Regions from separate parts of the Salvelinus alpinus genome. Here region 2 is linked to region 1. The links are chromatin contacts, called in public Hi-C maps. All regions are on one chromosome and are shown on one strand. Each heading gives the region's core, a stretch centred on a gene start, on an enhancer-like site or on the middle of the called end of the contact. The rest is flanking DNA. Distances are from core to core; before and after follow the strand shown. Region 1 holds the start of LOC139539021 (cobalamin trafficking protein CblD-like). Region 2 holds the start of LOC139539026 (N-myc-interactor-like).

Region 1 (7,106 bases), core at 1,441-3,940:
TAGTGGTGTTGCAGACTCTGGGGCTTTTTAGTACAGGTGTATATAAACTGAGATCATGTGACACTTAGATTGCACACAGGTGGACTTTATTTAACTAATTATGTGGCTTCTGAAGGTAATTGGTTGCACCAGATCTTATTTAGGGGCTTCATAGCAAAGGTGGTGAATACATATGCACGCACCACTTTTTTTTAAACTAGTTATTTTTTAAATTTCATGTCACCAATTTGGACTATTTTGTGTATGTCCATTACATGAAATACAAATAAAAATCTATTTATATTACAGGTTGTAATGCAACAAAATAGGAAAAACGGCAAGGGGGATGAATACTTTTGCAAGGCACTGTGCATACACCAACAACAATGTAGCCTACTTTTCATATGTAATCCCATCATAGCATACAAGTATATTTACGCAGTCTCTACGGAAGCACAACAGCATGCACTTTTTTGAAAGACATCTGTTAGTTAGTTAATGTGACCAAAAAGGCACAGAACATCCATGTCACTGTGTTCAGTCTCTAGGAGAGCATGGTGAGTGAATGCCGGTGAATGACGTCATCTCCTCCCAGGTTCAGAACCTCTGTGAGTCACTCAACAGGTGGAGCAGAACCAGAGACCCGTGGATTGAATTAGTCCAAACTAAATATAACCCAAACCCATATAGACTGATGAAAACAAGCTATAATACATTATACTCATACAGCCAGCTTCCTGTGTTTTGGAGGGCTGCTATGTAATATCCTGTTGGCTCAAGGCTGCTGCAGATTGTCCACACCTGGTCTTTTCCAAGACATTGAGAACACTAAAGCCCTTATTCACATATTTCCATTGTATACTGCATATTTGTGTGACAGTGTATTCAATTACATAGTGGGAAATGTTGATTTTATGCAAAGGAGCCTTGGGCTGCTATAACGCACAATCAATCTCAATCAAACGAAATGATCACAGAATTGATACAGGATTACGAATAACAAAACACAAGGTTAATCCCAGCACTAGTTATATCTTAACCTGTCTCATTATATGGTTAGTAAAATGTGCAGCTGGATGGTTGGCTATTTGGTCTGGAAGCTAACAAGATGGAAAATACCAATTATGCTTTGGCAAAGTATTAGGTTAACAAAGGCTGTACATTTTTATTTATACCTTTTTGAAAGAACATACTGACCGTAACGTGAGTAAATTAAGATAGTTGCTTAGCGAATCTCCATATTTGGTGAGAAACGAACGTATTTTGACATTATAACGCTTGCAGAGTTTGAATCGGAGGTTCCGGGGCATTAGATACTGGGGGATGCTGATACTGGGGCAGGTTGCCCTAAAATAAAAACATTTGCATAGCAACAACACAGGACAATTTACCTGTATAAACACATGCACCTTCAGGTACCAAGTTCTCATATGAGCTAAAAGTTAGAGGGGTAGTGTTATACATTGTAAAGGTAAATCAATAATTAGAGTCCCATATGAAACACTTTGGTTCCTACCCTGTCACATTTATTTTTGTCTGAAAACAATCATTAGAATTGCCACTGGCACCAAGAGTAACCATCTGTAGATAAATGCTGGTACTCATGGATAGGCATATGACGACTTCTAGTGGACAAACATGGTTCTGCATGTTTCTCTTATATTTTTATTTGTTTTGCAACCGTGTTGCGTCTCACGGTAGCTATTGATGAAGCAGACATCAAGATAAAGCAGCTGCTTTACAAGTGGGATGCACTGTTGAGCGCTACATCCCGAGGGGTTCGTGTTGAGTGTACGGAGATTGTGACAGCCGGTTAAATGGCGTCCCTAGAGAAGGTAAGAACAAGATGTATGTCAGGAGAAGTGCAGTATTATCATAAGGAGACGTATACTTGGAATACAGAGGATGAATGGGGGGGGGGAAGAGAGGCAGAGGAGGTCTAAGAGAGAGAGAGAGAGAGAGAGAGAGAGAGAGAGAGAGAGAGAGAGAGAGAGAGAGAGAGAGAGAGAATGGAGGAAGAGAATGGAGGAAGAGGGTGAGTTTGAGTCGGTAAAAAATGGCGGGAAAAGGGATATTAGTGTGCAAAGCTGTCATCAAGGCAAAGGGTGGCTACTTTGAAGAATCTCAAATATAAAATATATATTAATTTGTTTAACACCTTTTTTGGTTAGTACATGATTCCATATGTGTTATTTCATAGTGTTAATGTCTTCACTGTTATTCTACAATGTAAATAGTACAAATAAAGAAAAACCCTGGAATGAGTAGGTGTGTCCAAACTTTTTACTGGAACTGCATGTTTCAGTAAAATGTGATTTTTGGCAATTATAGCAATGGATATCAACTGTACTGCAGAGATGGAATGTAAGTCGCAGAAAAGAGGTTGGGGTGGCAGCTGCAGAGAGGTGTTTGGGTGTGTGAGACTTGACGTGGGAGAGTTGCAGGGTGTGTTAAGTGGTGGTGTCCCATCCTTTCAGGTTGTTGGCCTGAAGTAGGACTTAATAGATTAAATAATGGAGTAGGGTTGTGTTTATGTTTTTTTTTGTGAATTAAGTGTTTGATGGTATGGTACTTTATATATTTATTTTTTTATTTTTTTAATATATATTTTTTTAAGCAAAGTATAAGGGAATTATACTCCAGTCTAGCAGGTGGCGGTAATGCAACATTTATTGGATACCAACCGCCGTTAAACTGAATCGAAGAAGAAGAACAGTGTTACGTCAGACTGTTTTTGTCTCTTGTTGGTAACGGCACATGTGCACATCAAAAGCGATGTGACGCAGGCATATTGCAGGCCAGCTATAAAAACAGATTAAAACTATTGAGTTTACCAACGTATTTGATTGATTTATGCATGCAAGAAGGGGATATTCTTCAAGGTATATATTTAAGGTAAAACTTCTGAAGTTACGATTGCCAGAGTCAACTAAGAAAATTCCTCCACCTAGAAGCTAGCTAAGTTAGCAGTAGTTGCAGTACCTCTCACTTTTTTAGTTAACAAAGTAAACGTTCCGTTCTATAGCCCGTTATGTAATGAGGCAGACGGCTATCTAGTTTGACATCATAAATGAGCATAACAAATGGCAGACATACGAGCTAATTTATAAGATATTCATAATTGTGTGTTCAAATAATTAGCAAGCTATGCGTTTAGTTAATGTATTCCTTTTTCTTTTGCAGTTTTACAAGTGGATCACAGAAGAGAGAGGCCCAACAGGATGGCCAGTGTAAGTCAACACACACACACTTAACATGTTTTTTTGTCGTGTGTGTGACCTGATGGGGACGTTCATTCTCTGTTCTCCAGGTGCTCTGTAGTAGAGCCAGGCTGGTGACATACCTGCCAGGGCTTCACGTACTCGTCCGGCGGATCGCTGGACCCAACCAGAGAACATTCTCTGGTGCTGGATCCTCTGGCTCTGATGAGCCTCGATTAGCCATCACACCCCCTGACCTTGGTAAGCACAGACCTCTAATCACAATGATGCTACTGTACTTGCATGAACGTGAACATCTTAAACCAACTGTCTGTTATTCAGAAGGAACGTTAATCAGTTCAATATTTGGGTCAACTTCATGAAAAACATGTATTTTCAGTTCCCAGTGTTTTAGAAAGTGTTCAATTATGTCTCATTGTTATTTGTTTACATCAGGTCACAGGACAGTGTGGCCTGATGAGAACATGGGTCCGTTCGGGCCTCAAGACCAGCGCTTCCAGCTGCCAGGTAACGCAGGCTTCGACAGCCACCTGGAGGGCACAGCAGAACAGAAGATTAGAGGACCAGTCCACCAGACAGTCCCCGATGTGCTGTCTGCCCTCTCCAGCAGCGAGAGGTATGAGTTCCTCCTGGCTCATGTTGTCGGAGAGTTCCAAGTAAGTAAGGTTTGGAATGACAATTGACACACATTTCGTCTAGGGCTGTGACGATGCCATTTTCCATGGCAAAAATGAAAACAAGAAGCAGACAAAAATCTTTGTTCCTATTAAAAACCTGCTGTGTGTAAACTATTGTGTGCTATAGTTTGGAAAATAAGTAAATGAGACTCTGGATGACAACATAATGATGTTTGTTTCCAACATCAGAGCTGTTATTCTGAAGAATTTAAATCCACTTCGTGTTTTGTTTCCTTGACAAAACATGAACATGTATCCAATACTGGTATTGTCCTGGCCCTAGTTTGTTCTGGTGTGTGGAAGTAGGCCTAATGGTGATCTCCAGCGATTTTTATTTGTATTTTATTATTTTATTTATTTTAGTATTTTTTTGTTGTTGCCTATGCCCGTTTTTAAATGTTTTTTTATGTATAATAAATTACTGTGTGTTTATTTAATGAAAATAAAATATTTTATCATTGATTTCCCTCAACCTATTTTGTCCCTTGAAATGCTCAGCCTGATCGTGTGGGCGTTAGGACTGGGTGTGATATCGAATTAATTCCACCAACCTATGTTTTTGCGCAATATTCCATACGCCTGTATCGCAGAATAAAGTGTTTTTGTATTTTTCGTTTTTATGAACTTTGATGTCTGCTTGTTCTCATATTGTCTTTTTGGTCTAGTCTAGTTCGCTCCTTCTGTGCTGTGCACCTTCCCATTTACACCAGAGATCTCTATATAATAAACTAGATGCTCATGTCTCCGCCCTCACAATGGGAGTCATTGTCCCAAAGGCGGGAAGGCAGACGACCAAGCTTAGGTTCAAAATAAGCGCAAGTGAAACTTCTCGTCTCTTTCTCCCATGCCCCTCCCCTTACCACTCACAACAACAAAGATGAGCGGTCACTTCATCCTCGCTATTTGCATTTGAGGTTTGGTCCAACAGAATCTGTCATATAGACACCGAAACACACAGACATTAGTTTAGTGTAATAGAGGAGAAGTTAACCTATCGAACCGTTTCAACTCCTCAAATTTAAAACAATGTACCAATTAACATTCATTCTGGAGAAAAGGAATGTTTGTTGCGATCATTACGATACCACGTATCCATTACGATACCATTACGATACCACGTATCCATTACGATACCATTACGATACCACGTATCCATTACGATACCATTAGATACCACGTATCCATTACGATACCATTACGATACCACGTATCGCTAGCAGCATTTTAGTCAAAGATTTCTCTACTAGCTATTTAGTCTGTGTTTTATAAAAGTGCAATAAGCATAAACCAATTATGTAAGGAGTTGGCAACTCATTCTGAGAAACAAGGTAGGCCACTTGATTCCAACATCTGAGCAAAGTGGACAGGCTAGCCTGCTGTTCAAACAGCTGGGAGACAGACACAAGGTTGTGTTCATAACGATTGTTAGCTGAATTCAGAGCTTGTAAAATTATACCTACGTCTAAGTTGACTAAATATTAGCTGGCTACTCACTAGCACGTGGGCTTGTGCTTGAGAGATTGTTTGTGAGACCAATGTTCATTTTCTATAATGCCTGCTACATTTTTAGTGAATGTGTATTGTGCATGGTTCTGGTAAAAAAAAATAACAAAAGGGGCTTTTTATAGATGGACCTGAAAGCCAGATCAGTGATTATTGTAACAACAAAGAAAGCTGGTACAACTATTTATGCAGTGTATTTGACCTTTAATTGTACAACAAAGCTTATTTAGAGAGATTTTTTTATTTATCTAGATATTGTGAATCTCCCCCAAGTTAGAAAATAATTGAGATATTAGTTTTAGGCCATATCGCCCAGCCCTAGTGGGCGTTAGGTAATACATTTGAAGATATTTACTGAGACAGCTCTGATTATCTGATAGGATTGTCTAGAGCCCACCCCTTACCCAGATGAACAGTCATTGGTCTATTATAATCAGATCAGATTGATGTCATGATCTGGGAAACAAACTCCCTCCCATCTACTGAACAGGCTGAAATTCCAGCCATTTCTTTTCAAACGGCTCTTACACTAAAAGGGCATTATCGTAATTTTCACAATTTCAGAGTGTTATTTTGACCTCCATAGTGTTGAAATATCATAAAAAGGAAAAATCAAAGTTTTAACTGCACTGCCCATTTAAATTAATATTTTTGCTACAACTCTGTTTGCTCTGTGCATGTAAAGTCATTGTATACCTATTTTGTTCGCATTGATAAGAGAGATAATGAAGCATGTGTATATTATCCAGTAAAAATGTTCAGGGATGTTTTGGTTTTCTGAGCAACATCCCCTGATTGTTTTGTTTTGTTCTTAGGGGAAAGAGGCCACTCCCCCAGAACAAAAGGTCAACAGAACGGAACAGTACTTTGAGAACTCCAATGTGGAGTGTGCCATACAGCCCTGCCCTGAGCTGCTGAAGAAAGGTACATTTATGGTTCTGTTTTCCTTAGACCAATCAGATATAGGCCTACTATTTGATCAGTCTTGTAGAAGCTCACACTCCGAAGATGCTACACACATTTTCTGGCACATATTTTCCAACTTGTTGTTATACTGTCTCTAGTTTGTGTAAACTGTAAACCTTAAATGGGGAATGGGTAGGGAAAAGAGGTGAAAGCAGTTACTTCTACCTGTTGTTGTGAAATTGATATTCTACATGTGTCCAGTAGAGGGGGCTCGAACACTGAAGGAATGTCGATCATGCTTGTTCTGAAGGAAGTTTTGATCATGCTTGTTCTCCCCATGTGTTTACAGAGTTTGAGTCAATGTTCCCTGAGGCCCCTAACAACATCATGACGGTTGTCACAGTGACCCAGAAGACGCAGAATGACATGACAGCGTGGTGTGAGGCAGTGGACAAAGAGAGGGAGTTGATGCTAGATGAAGTGAGTTTGGGTCTCAATCCACACTGGGTAGTTGTACCCAGAGCTATATATATATTTATTTATTATAGTCCCAGTGCATTTGGAAAGTATTCAGACCCCTTTTTCCACATTTTGTTAGGTTACAGCCTTGTTCTAAAATGGATAAGATAAATGTTTTCTCATCAATCTACACACAATACCCCATAATGACAAAGCGAAAACAGAAATACCTTATTTACATAAGTATTCAGACCCTTTGCTATGAGACTCAAAATTGAGCTGCATCCTGTTTCCATTGATCATCCTTGATCTACAACTTGATTGGAGTCCACCTGTGGTATATTCAATTGATTGGACATGA
Region 2 (7,106 bases), core at 1,493-3,992, 240 kb before region 1:
ACTTTCTTCACTTCTGTTTCACCGCCATCTTCCTTCAGTTTCACTTGAAGCTCAACCACCCCAAAAGGGATTTTGAAATCAATTTTATGGCATTTTCTAGCCAACACTTTCTGCAGAGCTGAGGAGGAATTGACAGACCATCATTACATACTTATCTTACAAAGACTTATGTGGCTCCTAAGACACAGGTTACATTACTGAACTAAATTCATTTGGTATTTGGAGCTCTATACCCACCGGGTACACACGTCAATTCAACGTCTATTTCACGTTGGTTCAACGTAACTTCATTGAAATGACGTGGAAACAACATTGATTCAACCAGTGTGTGCCCAGTGGGAGAGTTTCTAACACCATTATCACCATTCAGCACAGCCTACTCACAAGGCTCAGTGTTATATGGCCTATTTATACAACAAATGGGTCTAATCCTGAATGCTGATTGGTTAAAACCGTATTCCAGCCGGTGTCTATTCCACAAGATAACACCAGCTAAATGTGACGTTAAAATGCCTATTTACTCTGTTCCATCTGACTGGGCAATCCAATGTCTCAACCCAGCCAGGCAATTTATAAACTCCACTATAAAAAGCATCTAGACATTATCTCACATTTCTTTTAGACTAACATTTAGTTTTCAACAGCGGAGATTTGTATAAACCTTGATGTCGGTCTACGACATTTGAAACATTGTTTCAATATTTAAATTAGATCTCCAGCTGTCATATAGTAATATAGTAACGTGTCGCAAGTCGGGACGAGACAGACAGGCAGGCAGTGTTTCTCAGCCAGTCGAAATTATGAATCAGCTGGCATAATTTTTATGGATATATACAAAGAAATGTCAATTGAAAAAAGGTCAAATGAAACAAAGTGCAGCTAGTTTGCAGTCTTTCAAGCTACAGTTAGAAGTGATTGTTTTAGCTGTGTTGTTGGCTAGCTCCTCTGAACAACAGTGTCCTGAAGAGTGAGCACGTTTTCTATGCAAGGCGAAATCGCGCCTCATTAGCTCATTGTTATGGATGTATCCAAATAAATGTCATTAGAAAACAGCTTAAACTAATGCAAATGCAGCTACTTTGTTGTTATTCTGGCTAGAAAGGGATAAGAACGTTGGCAGCCATTATGGAAATGGGACATTTAGAACGAACGACTGGGTCGCATCCATAGATACAGAACAAAATCACTGAATGACTGGGTCACGCCTATGGCAACCAAACCGATAGAACAAACAACCAGCCGGCTTGGGTAGCAACCCTAGATTTGTGTCGGGACAATATCTTGTGGAAGGAAGAAATAGTATGAATAAATTCATCCAAATAAGGTTTTTAATTTAAATAAGTCAATCATTATTTCAATATGTTGGTAACCCGTTGTGTAAAAGTGATACTGTCCTCAAATGGTGTTTGGAGAATATATTGGCACGGTTTGCCAGCCCTCGATTTCGTCTCGGGCCTAACAACACCCGTGCCAATATATCCTCCAAACACCGGCTTCTCAGGCATTATCACTTAAATACCATGCTAAGAGCTGTTCTTAAGCACGACGAAACTCGGATTGCTTGGATTACAGCCCTTAGCCGTGGTATATTGACCATATACCACAAACCCCGGACGTGCCTTATTGCTATTATAAACTGGTTACAAACATAATTAGAACATAAAAAATATGTTTTGTCATACCCCCGGTATATGGTCTCATACAGTGGTGTAAAGTACTTAAGTAAAAATACTTTAACTTCTTAAGTTGTTTTTTGGAGGTATCTGTATTTTACTTTACTATTTCTATTTTTGACAACTTTTACTTCACTACATTCCTAATTAAAATAATGTACTTTTTACTCCATACATTTTGCCTGACACCCAAAAGTACTCGTTACATTATGAATGCTTAGCATGACAGGAAAATGATCCAATTCACACAAGAGAACAACCCTGGTCATCCCTACTGCCTCTGATCTGTCCGACTCACTTAACACGTGCTTCGTTTGTAAATTGTCTGAGTGTTGGAGCGTGCCCCTATCTATCCGTAAATTTTTTTAAAAATAAGAAAATGGTGCTTCTGGTTTTCTTAATATAAGGACATTGAAATAATTCATAACTTTACTTTTGTACTTAATTATAAACTGGGTGGTTTGAGCACTGAATACTGATTGGCTGAAAGCCGTGGTATATCAGACCATATACCACGGATATGACAAAACATTTATTTTTACTGCTCTTATTACGTTGGTAACGAATTTATAATAGCAATAAGGCACCTCGGGGGTTTGTGATATATGGCCAATATACCACAGCACTGCGCGTTGCGTCGTGTTTAAGAGCAGCTCTTACCCGTGGTATATTGGACATTTACCACACCTCCTCGGGCCTTATTGCTTAAATAGACCTTTATGGATGTGTGTTTATTCATAGGCCTAAATATTTTGTATTATGACAAATTGGAATAATTACCTGCATCTTCATGGTAAACGAGCAAAGCCTTCCTCTTGTCCCCGGGATAGTCTTGAATTTGTAATGTCTCTCCTCCAGACTTTCTTTTGTTTTTAAAGTGCAAATCCAACTTGGGTCTGATTTTGTCTATGTCGTCTGGCAGACCCTCCAATACCAGCGTTTTTTCAGTCATTATGTTCAGACAGTTGTCGTACTGTCCTACTTCGATTGAAGCAGCATATTTGTATATGTCAATTCTTTCAGCAACTTCGATTTCCTGTTGTAAAACACATATTTTGTTTCCGGTTATTATGGAAAATCACTTGCTATTACATTGCGTTGCTCTCTGTAGTAACTTTCACTTTTGATTTCGACCCCATGTGACTTCGAGGAACTTGAGTAGGTTACAAAAGGTAATCAATTCGTCGTGATATTTGACTGTAGGAAACCGTATCAGTCCGTATTTTCTCAAGCCGATTCGGTAAGTTAACATTACTTGCAACTGACCATGAATGAATCTGTCATATAAAACGTAACATGATCGCAATAATAATTCTTAGACTTTTACGCAGATAATGGGTGACTCTGACGCCGCCAAGCCGCTTGTGAATGGAAAGGTAGCGTAAATTCATGTAGGCCAATTGGACAATAATTTCCATTGACTATTCTTTTTTTCGAAATACATTACATCTCTTTTTATAAATAGATGGATAACGTCGACGATGAAGAACAGAAACTGTCTGTAGCTAAGGAAGAGCTGAAACAATTGACGGTAGGCCTGTTTGCAGAGTTTAGCTATTAATCTGTCAAATTAATGTTTTTTACATAAATATTTATTTCCTATTATTATGCAGAAACAACTTGAGAAGGCAGAGGACGAAAAATCTAGGCTGCAGTTGGCAAAACTGAGCGCAGAAGATTCAAAGAAAGAGGCTTCAAAAGATTTGATAGCCCTTCAACAACAGGGGGAGCGACGTCAGGAGGAGTTCTCTCAAACTGTGAAAGGGATACAGGTAGTCACTTACCTGCCCGTGGCTGAACGCCTTTTAAAATAACATTCACTCAATGCATATTTATATTACATTTACTACTGTAGTTTTATCTGTATAGTCACCCAGATAGATATTGATGCTGTGGTGGATGATTCAAATATGTTTTTCAAATGTAACCACATGCATGGTATTGTTACACAGAATGATATCTCGATGCTTGAGAATGGTAACAAAGATCTGATGGAGAAACTGAAGAAAAGCCAGGCTAAGCTACAGGCTAAGAAGACAGAGTCTGCTACACTTCAGCAGAAGTTTAAGGTAGGTAATGTAACAACAGATGTTAAATATGAAATTCTAATATTTTGAGAGGACTAAAAAGAAAGCAATTCTGGCATGGACAACACTCACACTCTACTGCTGGTTCCAGATCCATGTCCAGATCCCTGAAAAGAAGGTGAAGTTCACCCGTAAGGAGGAGGACAGCGATGACAGCGGTCAACACATCAAGGGGGTGTTCACCATTGCCCAGAGACCATCAGTGCTCCTGAAGGGGGGGCAGGCTCTCATCACTTTTGAGGAGGAGAAAGGTACAGGATGTCCATCTTTGTGGCTTCATAAAGACAGTGCACATTCATCTACATAACTCATCATTATGTTGAATGCGAGTCATTATGTTGAATGTGAGTCATTATCTTGAATGTGTTATATTGGGATTCTCCTTCCCTCTCTCTCAGTGGCTGCCCAGATCCTGAAGATGGCCAAGTGTACTGTGTCCTGTGATAAAGACAAGGTGCATGTGAAGCCCAAAAGCCTTACACTGGACCCCTTTGTCAAGTTTGAGGTACACCATTTTACACAATGAATGTGTCAAGTTAAATTAAGTACCTTGAAAACGTTAAAGATAACCGCCTCCAGCCGATAATGATTTAGTTTACTATGGAGTCTGTTTTCTAGAATAGAGTCATCTTATTTACTGCAAAGTGTAAAGGTGTGTTCCAATCAACTTTCAGTAAGGAATTAGGGATTCTTTCAAGAAAACTATACCATTCAATTGATACAATGGTGTCTATAATGGCTTGTATTGTTGATGATTCACTGCATTGCTATTGCCCAGGTGACACACCTGTAACCAAGTTATGTGGCTGTTGCTGTGCAGATACACCTTGATGTCTCCACAAAGACACTCAGCTACTCCAATGTCCCGTTCCCCCTGTCAGAGGAACGAATGAGAGACCGCCTGGAGATCAGCTTCTCCAAGCCCAGTCGAGGGGGAGGAGAGGTGCAGAGGGTGGACTATGACAAGCACACTGGGAAAGGACAAATCACCTTCCTCAACACTGGAGGTACAGTGCATCTATTGTGTGTGTTTGTTTGCCAGTGTCAGAACATTATTTGTTTCATTGGAAAGTGCCGTATTCAATATGTTTAATCAGAGAAGAGTTCATATTTTAAATACTTGTGTCTACGTTTCTAGTTGCAGAGAGGCTGGCCCTGAAAAGGAAGTACAGCGTGGATATGGACCGTGAGGTGAATGTGAATGTTGACCTTGTTTACAACTACACGCTGAAGAAGTTTCAGGTGAGATTCAAAGATTAAAACAGTCGTTCATCTTTTCTCTGTCATTTGTTTACATACAGTATGCCCTTCCTAAGCATTGTCCTGTTGTGACTTTCCAATCAGATCAAAGCTGTCTGGACTTTGCCATGACAGATTCAAATATGTTGGGTTTTCCAAGTCAGGAGCCACAGCTTGCTGTATTAGGTTATATAGTTTCTACTAGAGCTGGGACGATAAACCAAAATGATCAACACATTTCTCTAGCCTATACTAGAGAAATGTGAAATTTGAAATGAAATAAGTTTTCTAATATGGGGGATTGTTAAATGGGACAAACTAGTAGTAGTAGTAAACTCAGCAAAAAAAGAAACGTCCTCACTGTCAACTGCGTTTATTGTCAGCAAACTTAACATGTGTAAATATTTGTCCGAACATAACAAGGTTCAACAACTGAGACATAAACTGAACAAGTTCCACAGACATGTGACTAACAGAAATGGAATAATGTGTACCTGAACAAAGGGTGTAGCCACCAGCTGCATTAAGTACTGCAGTGCATCTCCTCCTCATGGACTGCACCAGATTTGCCAGTTCTTGCTGTGAGATGTTACCCCACTCTTCCACCAAGGCACCTGTAAGTTCCTGGACATTTCTAGGGGGAATGGCCCTAGCCCTCACCGTCTGATCCAACAGGTCCCAGACGTGCTCAATGGGATTGAGATCCGGGCTCTTCGCTGGCCATGGCAGAACACTGACATTCATGTCTTGCAGGAAATCATGCACAGAACGAGCAGTATGGCTGGTGGCATTGTCATGCTGGAGGGTCATGTCAGGATAACCTTGCAGGAAGGGTACCACATGAGGGAGGAGGATGTCTTCCCTGTAACACACATCGTTGAGATTGCCTGCAATGACAAGCTCAGTCCGATGAATCTGTGACACACCGCCCCAGTCCATGATTGACACTCCACCTCCAAATCTATCCCGCTCCAGAGTACAGGCCTCGGTGTAACGCTTATTCCTTCGACGATAAACACGAATCCGACCATCATCCCTGGTGTGACAAAACAGTGACTCGTCAGAGAAGATAACTTTTTGCCAGTCCTGTCTGGTCCAGCGACGGTGGGTTGCCGTTGTTGCCGGTGATGTCTGGTGAAGACCTGCCTTACAACAGGCCTACAAGCCCTCAGTCCAGCCTCTCTCAGCCTATTGCAGAGAGTCTGAGCACTGATGGAGGGATTGTGCGTTCCTGGTGTAACTCAGGCAGTTGTTGTTGCCATCCTGTACCTGTCCCGCAGGTGTGATTTCCGGATGTACCGATCCTGTGCAGGTGTTGTTACACGTGGTCTGCCACTGCGAGGACAATCAGCTGTCCGTCCTGTCTCCCTGTAGCGCTGTCTTAGGTGTCTCACAGTACGGACATTGCAATTTATTGCCCTGGCCACTTCTGCAGTCCTCATGCCTCCTTGCAGCATGCCTAAGGCAAGTTCACACAGATGAGCAGGGACCCTGGGCATCTTCTTTTGGTGTTTTTCAGAGTCAGTAGAAAGGCCTCTTTAGTGTCCTACATTTTCATAACTGTGACCTTAATTGCCTACCGTCTGTAAGCTGTTAGTGTCTTAACGACCGTTCCACAGGTGCATGTTCATGAATTGTTTATGGTTCATTGAACAAGCATGGGAAACAGCGTTTAAACCCTTTACAATGAAGATCTGTGAAGTTATTTGGATTTTTACGAATTATCTTTGAAAGACAGGGTCCTGAAAAAGGGACATTACTTTTTTTGCTGAGTTTTTAAAGGATAATAAACACAAACTGTAGTTCATTGTTATAAACATATCGTTCTATTTATAGTTATCAGATCAACTCAGGCAATTTATCGCAATATGGATTTTTGTCCATATCACCTAGCTCTGGTCTCTACTGGAGCAGAACTTTGACATGTGCCTATGTGGTATTCTTGTGACAGACTGCTAACATATGTGTTCACAAATGAACAGGATGGTTCTTTACCAACGTTTTTCTGCTGTCTTGTTTCAGATGTTATGTGTAGAGTTGACTGACACATGCATATCAACTGTGAGTGTTTTACTTTAACCTTTGTTGCAGACGTTCTGCGGCACTC

The links. Hi-C and Micro-C count contacts between places; a contact is called where the count stands out from the background.
Region 2: a Hi-C map of red muscle shows a contact between it and region 1, with 5 times the contacts expected there. The contact joins the promoter of LOC139539026 here to the promoter of LOC139539021 in region 1. A contact is called at or near these places in 2 of 3 Hi-C or Micro-C datasets (muscle and red muscle).

The regions. Positions count from the first base shown.
Region 1 is chr14:50,295,787-50,302,892 of SLU_Salpinus.1, reverse strand. LOC139539021 (cobalamin trafficking protein CblD-like) reads left to right here and starts at 2,690. Exons shown (of 8, transcript XM_071341698.1): 1 at 2,690-2,861; 2 at 3,163-3,209; 3 at 3,290-3,440; 4 at 3,636-3,856; 5 at 6,196-6,304; 6 at 6,636-6,766. The coding sequence starts at 2,837.
Region 2 is chr14:50,539,801-50,546,906 of SLU_Salpinus.1, reverse strand. LOC139539026 (N-myc-interactor-like) reads left to right here and starts at 2,742. Exons shown (of 10, transcript XM_071341706.1): 1 at 2,742-2,913; 2 at 2,993-3,049; 3 at 3,139-3,204; 4 at 3,287-3,445; 5 at 3,626-3,742; 6 at 3,852-4,011; 7 at 4,159-4,265; 8 at 4,581-4,767; 9 at 4,899-5,002; 10 at 7,091-7,106. The coding sequence starts at 3,008. It overlaps LOC139539024 (protein mono-ADP-ribosyltransferase PARP14-like), which reads right to left and starts at 2,647. Exons shown (of 26, transcript XM_071341702.1): 1 at 2,454-2,647; 2 at 1-118. The coding sequence starts at 2,625.